2 separate regions of the Sus scrofa genome follow, and region 1 is linked to region 2. The links are chromatin contacts, called in public Hi-C maps. All regions are on one chromosome and are shown on one strand. The core of a region is the stretch at or near the end of the contact, and the rest is flanking DNA. Distances in the headings are between cores, read along the strand shown.

Region 1 (4,770 bases), core at 2,015-4,514, 480 kb after region 2:
GTGAGGGAATTCTTTAAAAGCAGGATAATATCACTCCTTTGCCTGAAAACATTTTGGTGGAAAACAAAACCTTCTTTTACTCAAAATAAAAGTCAAACAACTTATGATTCAGAAAGTCCTGCATGATAGGGTCCATCCTACAATACCCCTATCACCTATGACTTCATATCTTACTACTCTTCTCCAGTCACTCAGGGCTCTTTGCTATTCCTGAAGGCACCAGATATGCTCTCATCTTAGGATCTTTGCAGTGATTATTTTACTTGGAAAGCTATTACCCTATATATCCCCATGGCTAATTCTATCACATGAATCAAGACTTCAATCAAAATTCACCTCAATCAGTACACTATCTTAAACTGCACCCCTCCTTTGCCCCTTGTTTCCAATTCTTTTTCCTGCTTTTTTGAAATTATCAATTATCAAAGTTCTTGTTGTGGCTCAGCAGTAAAGAACTGAACTGGCATCCTGAGGATGCTGGTTTGATTCCTGGCCTTGCTCAGTGGGTTAAGGATCTGGCACTGCTGTGAGCTATGGGGTAGGTCGGATCTGGCATGGCTGTAGCTTGGGAACTTTCATATGCCGCAGCTACGGCCCTAAAAAGCCAAAAAAAATTTGCAATTATCAGCTAACATTATGTAACATACTTTTTTACTGTATTTATCTACTTTCTCCCCTCCCCTTTATACTAGAATGTAAACACCAATAGGGTAGGCCTATTTTGTTCACTGATACCTCCTAGTGAACAAAATAGGGTCTTGAACTGATAGGCTTTCAATAAATAAATGTTCAATGAAGATATTTATAACAGACCCTTAAGAGTCTACTAAAATAAGAATCTTCTGAAAGCAGAAACAACCCTGTGAGAATTTAATCAAGTTACCACAAATAAATTATCACTACAATTCAAGTAACCACTTCTATATTCACATTTCTATACCTCAAAGTCTACACTCATTCAAAAGCACTGCCAAAGAAGCAAGCAGTTAACACTTTATACTGCTAGATGTCAGAGTTCTAGTCTGTGTGCTGTGGGCAGTTGTTTAGTATTGCCTTAAACAATGCTGCTGTTCCAGTAAAACAAGATAAAGTACTCAATACAGCACACACTGGCCAACATAGCTTTGCGAACAGTTTAGAAAATTTTCTAAGCATGAAAATAGGCACTTTCAAACAAAGTAACTCTGTTATTAAAGAGAAGTAGGATTTTCCCATTAAAATGCAAATTTATCGGAGTTCCTGTCCTGGCTCAGCAGTAATAAACCTGATTAGTATCCACGAGGATACGGATTCGATCCCTGGCCTTGCTCAATGGGTTAAGGATCCTGCGTTGCTGTGGCTGTGTCGTAGGCTGGGAGATGTAACTCCAAATCGACCCCTAGCCTGGGAATTTCCCTACGCCACGGGTGCAGCCCTAAAAAGCCAAAAAAATAAAAATAAAAAAAAATTTTTAAATATGAATTTATCATAAGTAACATCTATAAGCAAGATCTCCATTTTATACTGTAAGCCTTGTAAGATACTTTCTAATGATATAAGAACGAAGGCAGATTCACCTGTTCAAAGTGAGTGCTTTCACTTAACCCACAATGACGTCAAGAATTACCATAGGTAAATTAAGACACCTGGGATTATAAATGAAAGTCTCAAAAATAGGACTGTGGGAGTTCCCATCATGGAGCAGGGGAAAAGAATCCAACTAGGAACCATGAGGTTGAGGGTTAGATCCCCGGCCTCACTCAGTGGGTTAAGGATCCGGTGTTGTCATGAGCTGTGGTGTAGGTCACGGATGTGGCTTGGATCTGGCGTTGCTGTGGCTGTGGTTGTAGGCCGACAACTACAGCTCCAATTCAACCCCTAACCTGGGAACCTCTATATGCTGCGGGTGCGGGCCTAAAAAGACCAAAAAAAAAAAAAAAAAAAAAAGACTGTAGAAAGTGATAGAATTTGCTTTGTTTCTTTGCAAAGTTCAAGAGCTCCCATAATTACAGCTTGAATAAGTTGAATAAGTCATGTCGCAAAAGGTGAGCCAAAATTACTGAGACATACTATGCAAACCATTTAAATCTAAAAAAACTCAAAGGTGACTTAGGAAAAACTAACCAAAGCACTTCATTTCATGTATTGCAATTACACACAAGACAATCCAACAATTCATTCACATTGTTGTTTTTTTGTTTGGGGGTTTAGGAAACATACCGCTTATTATGGAAACTTCTCCACATCAAGGAGAACCTTCCCACAAAATCTAAGCACTCTATACAGGGATGGGCAAGGTTAACAGGTTTTAGTTATGTACCTGAAAACTAGCCTTCAGGTCAAATGAAAATCATTTAAGCTTAATGCCATTACTGCTAACCCAATACAGAAGTTTCGCATACAAGCACAAAATACTGTAAAATTTCCCAATGACATAATTTGAAAAACCACCTCAACTAATCTTTAAATAGGCATAATTCTCCACCAGAATTCAGCCTCTGACTGGATGTAAAGTTTTAAGCTGACCTTGAAAACTTTATCGTTCTTTAGGCAAGTGAATAGTATTTCAAGGACCTTTGAGAAGTTGTTTCTTAATAACATGGCTGTTACAGTTCACCTACAATTTCCACCTCGCTTTTTCACAGTCTACGGAACAATCTCACTCGGAGACTCATATTAAAACCTGAGAAAATACGATTTAGTAATGCTGCTTTCTTGTCGAAAACACTAGGAAGTCACCGGCAAGGACGGCTGTGCGGGGAAGGCGGCACGGCGAGCAGGAAAGACGGTGGTTTCCCCGCCCGCGAGAAGGGCCCGGACCAGGTCCGGGGACCCAGAGAACAGATACCAGGGTAGCAGGTGCGAGGCTCTGCCAAGGGGACAGTCGCCACAGGTCTCGGACCGACAGAGGGATGCTGTTCCTCGGACAGCGGGAAGCGCGCCGGGTCGACTGGCCTTACCTCGGGCGTCCGCTCGGGCGGCTTCTTCTTCAGCGCCTGCCTAGCGCCGGGGTCCACGGGCGAGTTCATGGTCACGGCCCCGGCACCGTGCTCCCCAGGCTGCCCTTAGCAGCCCACGCGACAGCCCATTCACCCTAGTGGGGGGGTCTACACCCTCCCCCGCTTCCCCCAAAGAAGGAAACTTCAGACTGCGGCGGCGACTGCGCTTTGGCAAACAAGCCTTCGCAACGCCCGCCCAGGGCCTCAGCCCACGCGCGACTGGTCAGAGGGAAGCCCGCGCGGGGGCGGAGGGCAGAAGAGTGCGCACGCGCAGCACGCGCGAGCGCGCAAACGAGCGCCTAAGGGCGTGACTCCGCGATGACGTAAAAACTGGGGCGGGGCAGTTTAGCTTCTTCCAACCCTTCTTCGTGAGATTTGAAAACACGTCGCGAGAGCTCACTGAAGCAGGTCACGGGGTCCGTCTCAGAGTTGCGGTTTCGGCTGCTCCAGCTTCCGGTGGAGGGACCGGAAACGCGCTATGAGGGACTAAGCGAAAATAGCGAGTTGGGGGCGGAACCTTGGGGTAGCTGGGCCGGGAGTTCTTTCTGTGCCAAAAGCCGGAAGTTCGAGGCGTGGCCAAAGGGCAGAGCTCTTACCCTGCCGCTCCGAGACCTCTGCCTTGGAGGATGTGCGGAAGTGGAAGCTGCCGTTGTAAACAACGAAGTTCATAACGCTCTTACCTATGTGTGTTCTAATAAAATGACTCTTGTGGAAGGGACCCACTGAGAAGTCCCTGCGTGTCTAAGACGGACGCCCTGACATGAGAGTAGAGGAATCGAAGCTTCGCGGCTTTGAGCAGGGGTGGGGAGCCCGCTTAGAGTTACTGCTCGTTCGCGAAGCCAGTCTGCGCTGCGTTCGTTTAACCAATGCCAAGGACAGCCCTCTTTCCTCGCCAAAACCCTTTCTCAAGCAGTGGGCCTAGGGTTGCCTGACTCAGGAGTGACCGCTTTCCCACTGCTTTTAACATAATAGTCGGTTTCCCCACACACCAAATAAAGCAAATTTCCATTTATTAGTCCGTTGGTAAGAAGAACGTCTAGGCCACTCTCCGGAGCAGTCAGGCACCTGCAGAGTGCTTCCATCGTTCTAAAATAGTCCATTTCTCTCCCATCTCGTTACTGTACAGATGGGCCGCAGTAGTAACGCAATTACCTACTTTGGAGCCACATAGGCATGTCCTTTCCAATTAATTTTAAGCTCCCTCAGCTTGTACCTAGGTATTCCTTAGTATTTCTCACAACAATTGGCATGGTTCACTGAATAACTCAAAGTGATTTACGATTATGACGTTATTCACATTAATTTTTAAATGACATGGTAAGAAAATTATATTTTAGAGCAACAAAAGGGAAAAGGAGCATTCAGCCTGCAGCATTCACCATTTCAGGGACCTAGTAATGATGGCTGACGTTAAAAGGGGTTTTGTTTTCCACTGCTCATTCGGCTTGCTCAAACTTGAAGTTTACAACATAATAGCACCTTTCTTTTTTGAATATAGCACAAAAACCATACCAGTGAACTTATGGCTCAGCCACTCTGGAAAGAAACTAATCACAAATAATTGCAATGACCCATTTTCATCATTTTTGTGGGTATAAACAGCTTCTCAAAGGTCTGTGTACCATCACAAAGGTTATCCCTTCCATTCTTCCAAGAATGTTTCTAGAGCCACATCAATGTTTTGAAAAGAGGGTAATGGAATTAAAGCATGATGAGCAGGAGTTCCCATCGTGGCTCAACTGTTAACAAACCCAACTACTATCCATGAGGCCGTGAATTTGATCCCTGGCCT
Region 2 (4,370 bases), core at 243-2,742:
TCGAGGCATTAAATCTTAGATGTTCTGACTCTAAGGACACTGCTAGTAACATGTTTCCTTATATTCCATATTTCATAAATGTATTAAATAGTTTACAAAACTTCTATCTAAATCAGCCTACCTCCTGTCCTGCTTTATCTGAGATTCAAACCCGTTATTATCGCTCACTAAAAATTTTATACAAGATGTCTCCAGGTCAAATCAACTCGTCCTTTCTAAAACAATTTCACCTACAGCCAGGTCAACAAAAACTCTATCTTCAATCTCTTGGCATAAAACCGCTTCCTGTAAACCATAAAAGGAGCCATTCTTCCAGGGAGGGGCCAAAGGAAAGCAAATCCCAGTTGCAGGCCCACTGTCGCCTCCGGAGTCCGCGGCGGGTCGGGGGTGGGAGGGCGCTGGCCAGCCCTCGCCCAGGCCCAGCTCGTCCGCGCCCTCCGCAGCCCCCAGGCCTGGCGCCCAGGCCGCCTAGCGCAGAGCCGCGGAGCGGCGCCCGGGAGAGCTGGGCAGGCCGGCTGTGCGCGGGAGATCGCGGAGATTGGGCCCGAGTCAAGGAGCGATCGGGTTTCTCCCTGTCAGGCAGAGCGCGGGCGAGATTGTCAGATTCCTGACACAGGCGAGGTCCGAGGCCCAGGGGGAGCTGGCTGGCGCCCACGCGGAGGACCCCGCGCGCGCCCCCCGCACGCGCCCAGACCCCGCCATGTGGGCCCGCGGGTGCCGGCGGCCCGGCCCGCGCCCGGGGCTGATAACGCGTAACCGGAGCGCCGGCACGCGCCGGCCGGCCGCCTAGGAGCCACCGGGCCCTGCCCGCTGGCTGGGGGCCCGCGGCCCAGGCCGCGCGAGGCAGCCGGGTGCCTTCCCTTCTCCGTGGCGCCCCCGACCCTTCCCTTCTTTTCCCTCGGAGGAAACCCGCGTGTCCACGGGCGCCTGTCTCGCCTCAGCCCACGAGCAAGGCAGCGCCGGGTGCCTACCTGGTCATCCTCATAAATGATTTTGGCTGGGATTTCCTTGCGAATGATCTTCCCGAAGATCGTATCGCCACCAGGCCGGGCGGCCTGAGCCTTGGCGATCTCATCTGCCATCTCGGCCTCCCTCCCGCGCTGCCGGTCGGGGAGAAGGTCCGAGGAGGGAGGAGCCGGCGGTTCCCGCAGAGGGCGGGAGAGCAAACGCCCCAGCACCTCCTGCGCGTGCGCACTGCTGACCCGCGCTGGGGTGCGGCGGCGGTGCCGGAGCCTTAGGGCCACCGTGGGGCGAGGCGGCGACGGGGAGGTTCCGTAGCCAAGGCTCCCGGGGGCCGCGGCGAGGCCGTTTTTCCTCCTTCCTTTCTTGTCTCTCGGAGAGTGGAGTTACTGCTGTAAGCTCTGCACTTGCCGTATGGACGCTTGTAGGAAAAATTGGGTAGTGTAACTGAAAAGATTTGATAACTCAAGCAGTGCTGGCCGTTTTTGCTGGCGGGGACACCATGATACTTCATTCCTCAGGTGCATAGGTCTTGACTAGGAGGTACGCCCTCCCGCGTCAATTTTTTTTTTTTTTTTTTTTTTCCTCTAGCCGTGGTTCACAGCCTTGACTGCATGTCCACATCATTTGGGAATCAAGTAAAAAAAAAAAAAATCACCTGAACTTGGCCACACCCCAGATCAGTTAAATCAGACTCTGGGGGTGAGCCCCAGGCATTGTTAGTAAACGTCCTTGACTGTTCTGCAAAGAATATTTCCCACCAGTAATCGACATAATGTAAGAGGCCCCACCTAAAAGGAACAAAATCTTTAACCCTATATCCCCCTCCGTAGCTTTGCTTCTTTTAAAAATAATTTTTGTATATTGTGTCCACTTTATCTTCCTTTTTTGAAGCCATTTGTCTCTTGTCAATGTCACTAAAGACCTTCACTTACAAAATTCTTTAGGCGATTCCACTCAGCCTCTTGGTAGCATTTATTACTGTTGACCATTCCCTCTTTTCAGCAGTAGTCCTTCACTCTCCTTCCTCTCTGGATGCTGTTTCTCCTTCAGAGTGAGCCTTCTATTCCAGAGCTCCTAATGAATTCCATTCTTGGCTCTCTAACAGTTAATCCCCAAGTGTCCTTATTATGAAAAAGTATACTTTCACCACTTTTTCTTCATAGAGGCCCCCTTTAATCACAAAACTGTGTCCCATTTGGTACTTTTTGTATCAAAGACATTCACCAGGGCAATTGGTGAAATATAAATAATGCTTACAAATTGGGAAATAGTTTCGAAAGATGTTAACTTCCCCAATATACCCACAGGAAAATTATCAAAATCAGTTGATCTAGGGTGAGGCCCTATATTTTAGGTCTCTAACAGTTTCCAGGTGATACAGCTGCTGCTAGCCCAGGAACTGTGCTTTGAGAACCACTGATGTAAAAGGATTGTCATTTTTGTAGGAATAAACCCACTGAATAATATATGAGTAGAGAAGTATCATATCTGCAATTCACTTTCACACAGTGAAGAGATTCCCCCCCAAAATGTCAACATAGAAAAAAGCAGAGCAGTAAAAAAGGATAAAGCAACTGTAATAAAAATTTTAACATTAGGGGAAACTGAGTGAACGGTGTATGCAAATTCAGTTATTCTTGCAACTTTTCTGTAAGCCTGAAATTGTCAAAATTAAAAATTGAAAAGAATATGTATCGGTTTGGGCAATAAATAATATGGTCATTTTTCGCTAAGTCAGAGGCTTTATCATCTGCAGATCGAGGACTCTCCAGTATTTATCTCCCAACCTGCCTCTCCCCTTAATTCCAGATTGGTGTATGATACATGTTTCTGCCTACTTACTACCTTCAGTGGGATATCTACCAGGCACTTCAAATTTATTTTTACTTCTTCCACAACAATCAGCCTCTTCCTGCAGCATACAACATCAACTATAATACTATGCACCAAATTGCCAAGGCAAAAGCCTTGAAATCATCCTTACCTCTTTTCGTGGATTTTTAGCACATATGAATCTAATCCCTTTTCACCTCCTCTACTCATACCACCCTAATCCAAGTCACTATCATATCTCACCTAGTGTACTTCAAAAGCCTCCCAGTTTGCTTATCTGCTTCCACTATAGTCAGTTTGCCATACAGCACCCAAAATTATTTTTATAAAGTACAAATCATAATTTCACTCATGCTGGTAGGGATTTTATCACAGAATTCAATGTAAAATCCTTGCCATGGCTTTTAGGGCTCATGAATGTTCAGTTCCATGGCTGCATTTCCTTCCATTTCATCCTTATTGACCAGCTTCACCCAAGCTGGGTATGGAAGGCAGAAGATTCCCAGGTCCTAATCTCTGGAACCTGTGAATATGTTACTTTACATGGTAAAGGGATGGGCAGGTATGATTAAGTTAAGGGACTTCAGATGGGGAGATTCCTCAGTTATCCTGGTGGGCCCGATGTAATTACAGAAGCCCCTTTAAGTGAAAGAGGAATACAGCAGAGTGAGACCCAGACAAAGAGATATGATGGAAGCAGAAGTGAAAGTCAAAAATTGAAGATGCTCCACTGTTGGCTTTGAAGACGGAAGGGGCCACTTGCAGGTGGCGTTCTGGAGGTCAGAAGTTTAAATTGCATTTCACCTGGCTAAAATCATGGTGTTGGCAGGGATGCATTCCTTCCAGAGGATCTAGGGGAGAATGATTCCCTTCCCTTTTCTGACTTCTAGAGGTAACCTGCATCCCTGAGCTGTGGCCCCTTTCTCCATTTTCAAAGCCCACAGCCGAATATCTAAAAACTTTGAACTCTGCTTCCGTCTTCCATTTACAAGGATTCTTGTGATTACTTTGGGATCATCAGACAACCCAGGATAATCTTCCCATCTTAAAATCCTTAATCACATCTTCAAAGCTTCTTTTGGAGTTCCCGTCGTGGCGCAGTGGTTAACGAATCCGACTAGGAACCATGAGGTTGCGGGTTCGATCCCTGCCCTTGCTCAGTGGGTTAACGATCCGGCGTTGCCGTGAGCTGTGGTGTAGGTTGCAGACGCGGCTCGGATCCCGCGTTGCTGTGGCTCTGGCGTAGGCCGGCGGCTACAGCTCCGATTCAACCCCTAGCCTGGGAACCTCCATATGCCGCGGGAGCGGCCCAAGAAATAGCAGCAACAACAACAACAACAAAAAGACAAAAAAAAAAAAAAGCTTCTTTTGTCATATATGGTAATAATATATGCAAATTTATTATTGTTAGTAGTAGTAGTATTTAGTAAATTCAAATAGGATTTAAATAGGGACAAATTTTGGAGGCCATTATTCTTCCTACCACATAGCTTCATGACCTTACATGGTACCCATGTTGGAATTTCCTGTTCAGTTCTGGATCTCATATTTTGAGATGCCAGCAAACCAGGACA

Evidence for each region. Hi-C and Micro-C count contacts between places; a contact is called where the count stands out from the background.
Region 1: a contact with region 2 is called in a Hi-C map of alveolar macrophages, with 2.3 times the contacts expected there. The contact joins the promoter of RAPGEF6 here to the promoter of HINT1 in region 2. A contact is called at or near these places in 2 of 5 promoter capture datasets (fetal liver and liver) and 2 of 47 Hi-C or Micro-C datasets (alveolar macrophages and heart right ventricle).

What each region holds. Positions count from the first base shown.
Region 1 is chr2:133,948,155-133,952,924 of Sscrofa11.1, forward strand. RAPGEF6 (rap guanine nucleotide exchange factor 6) reads right to left here and starts at 3,265. Exons shown (of 30, transcript XM_021085403.1): 1 at 2,940-3,265. The coding sequence starts at 3,008.
Region 2 is chr2:133,474,321-133,478,690 of Sscrofa11.1, forward strand. HINT1 (histidine triad nucleotide-binding protein 1) reads right to left here and starts at 1,493. Exons shown (of 3, transcript XM_005661623.3): 1 at 972-1,493. The coding sequence starts at 1,082.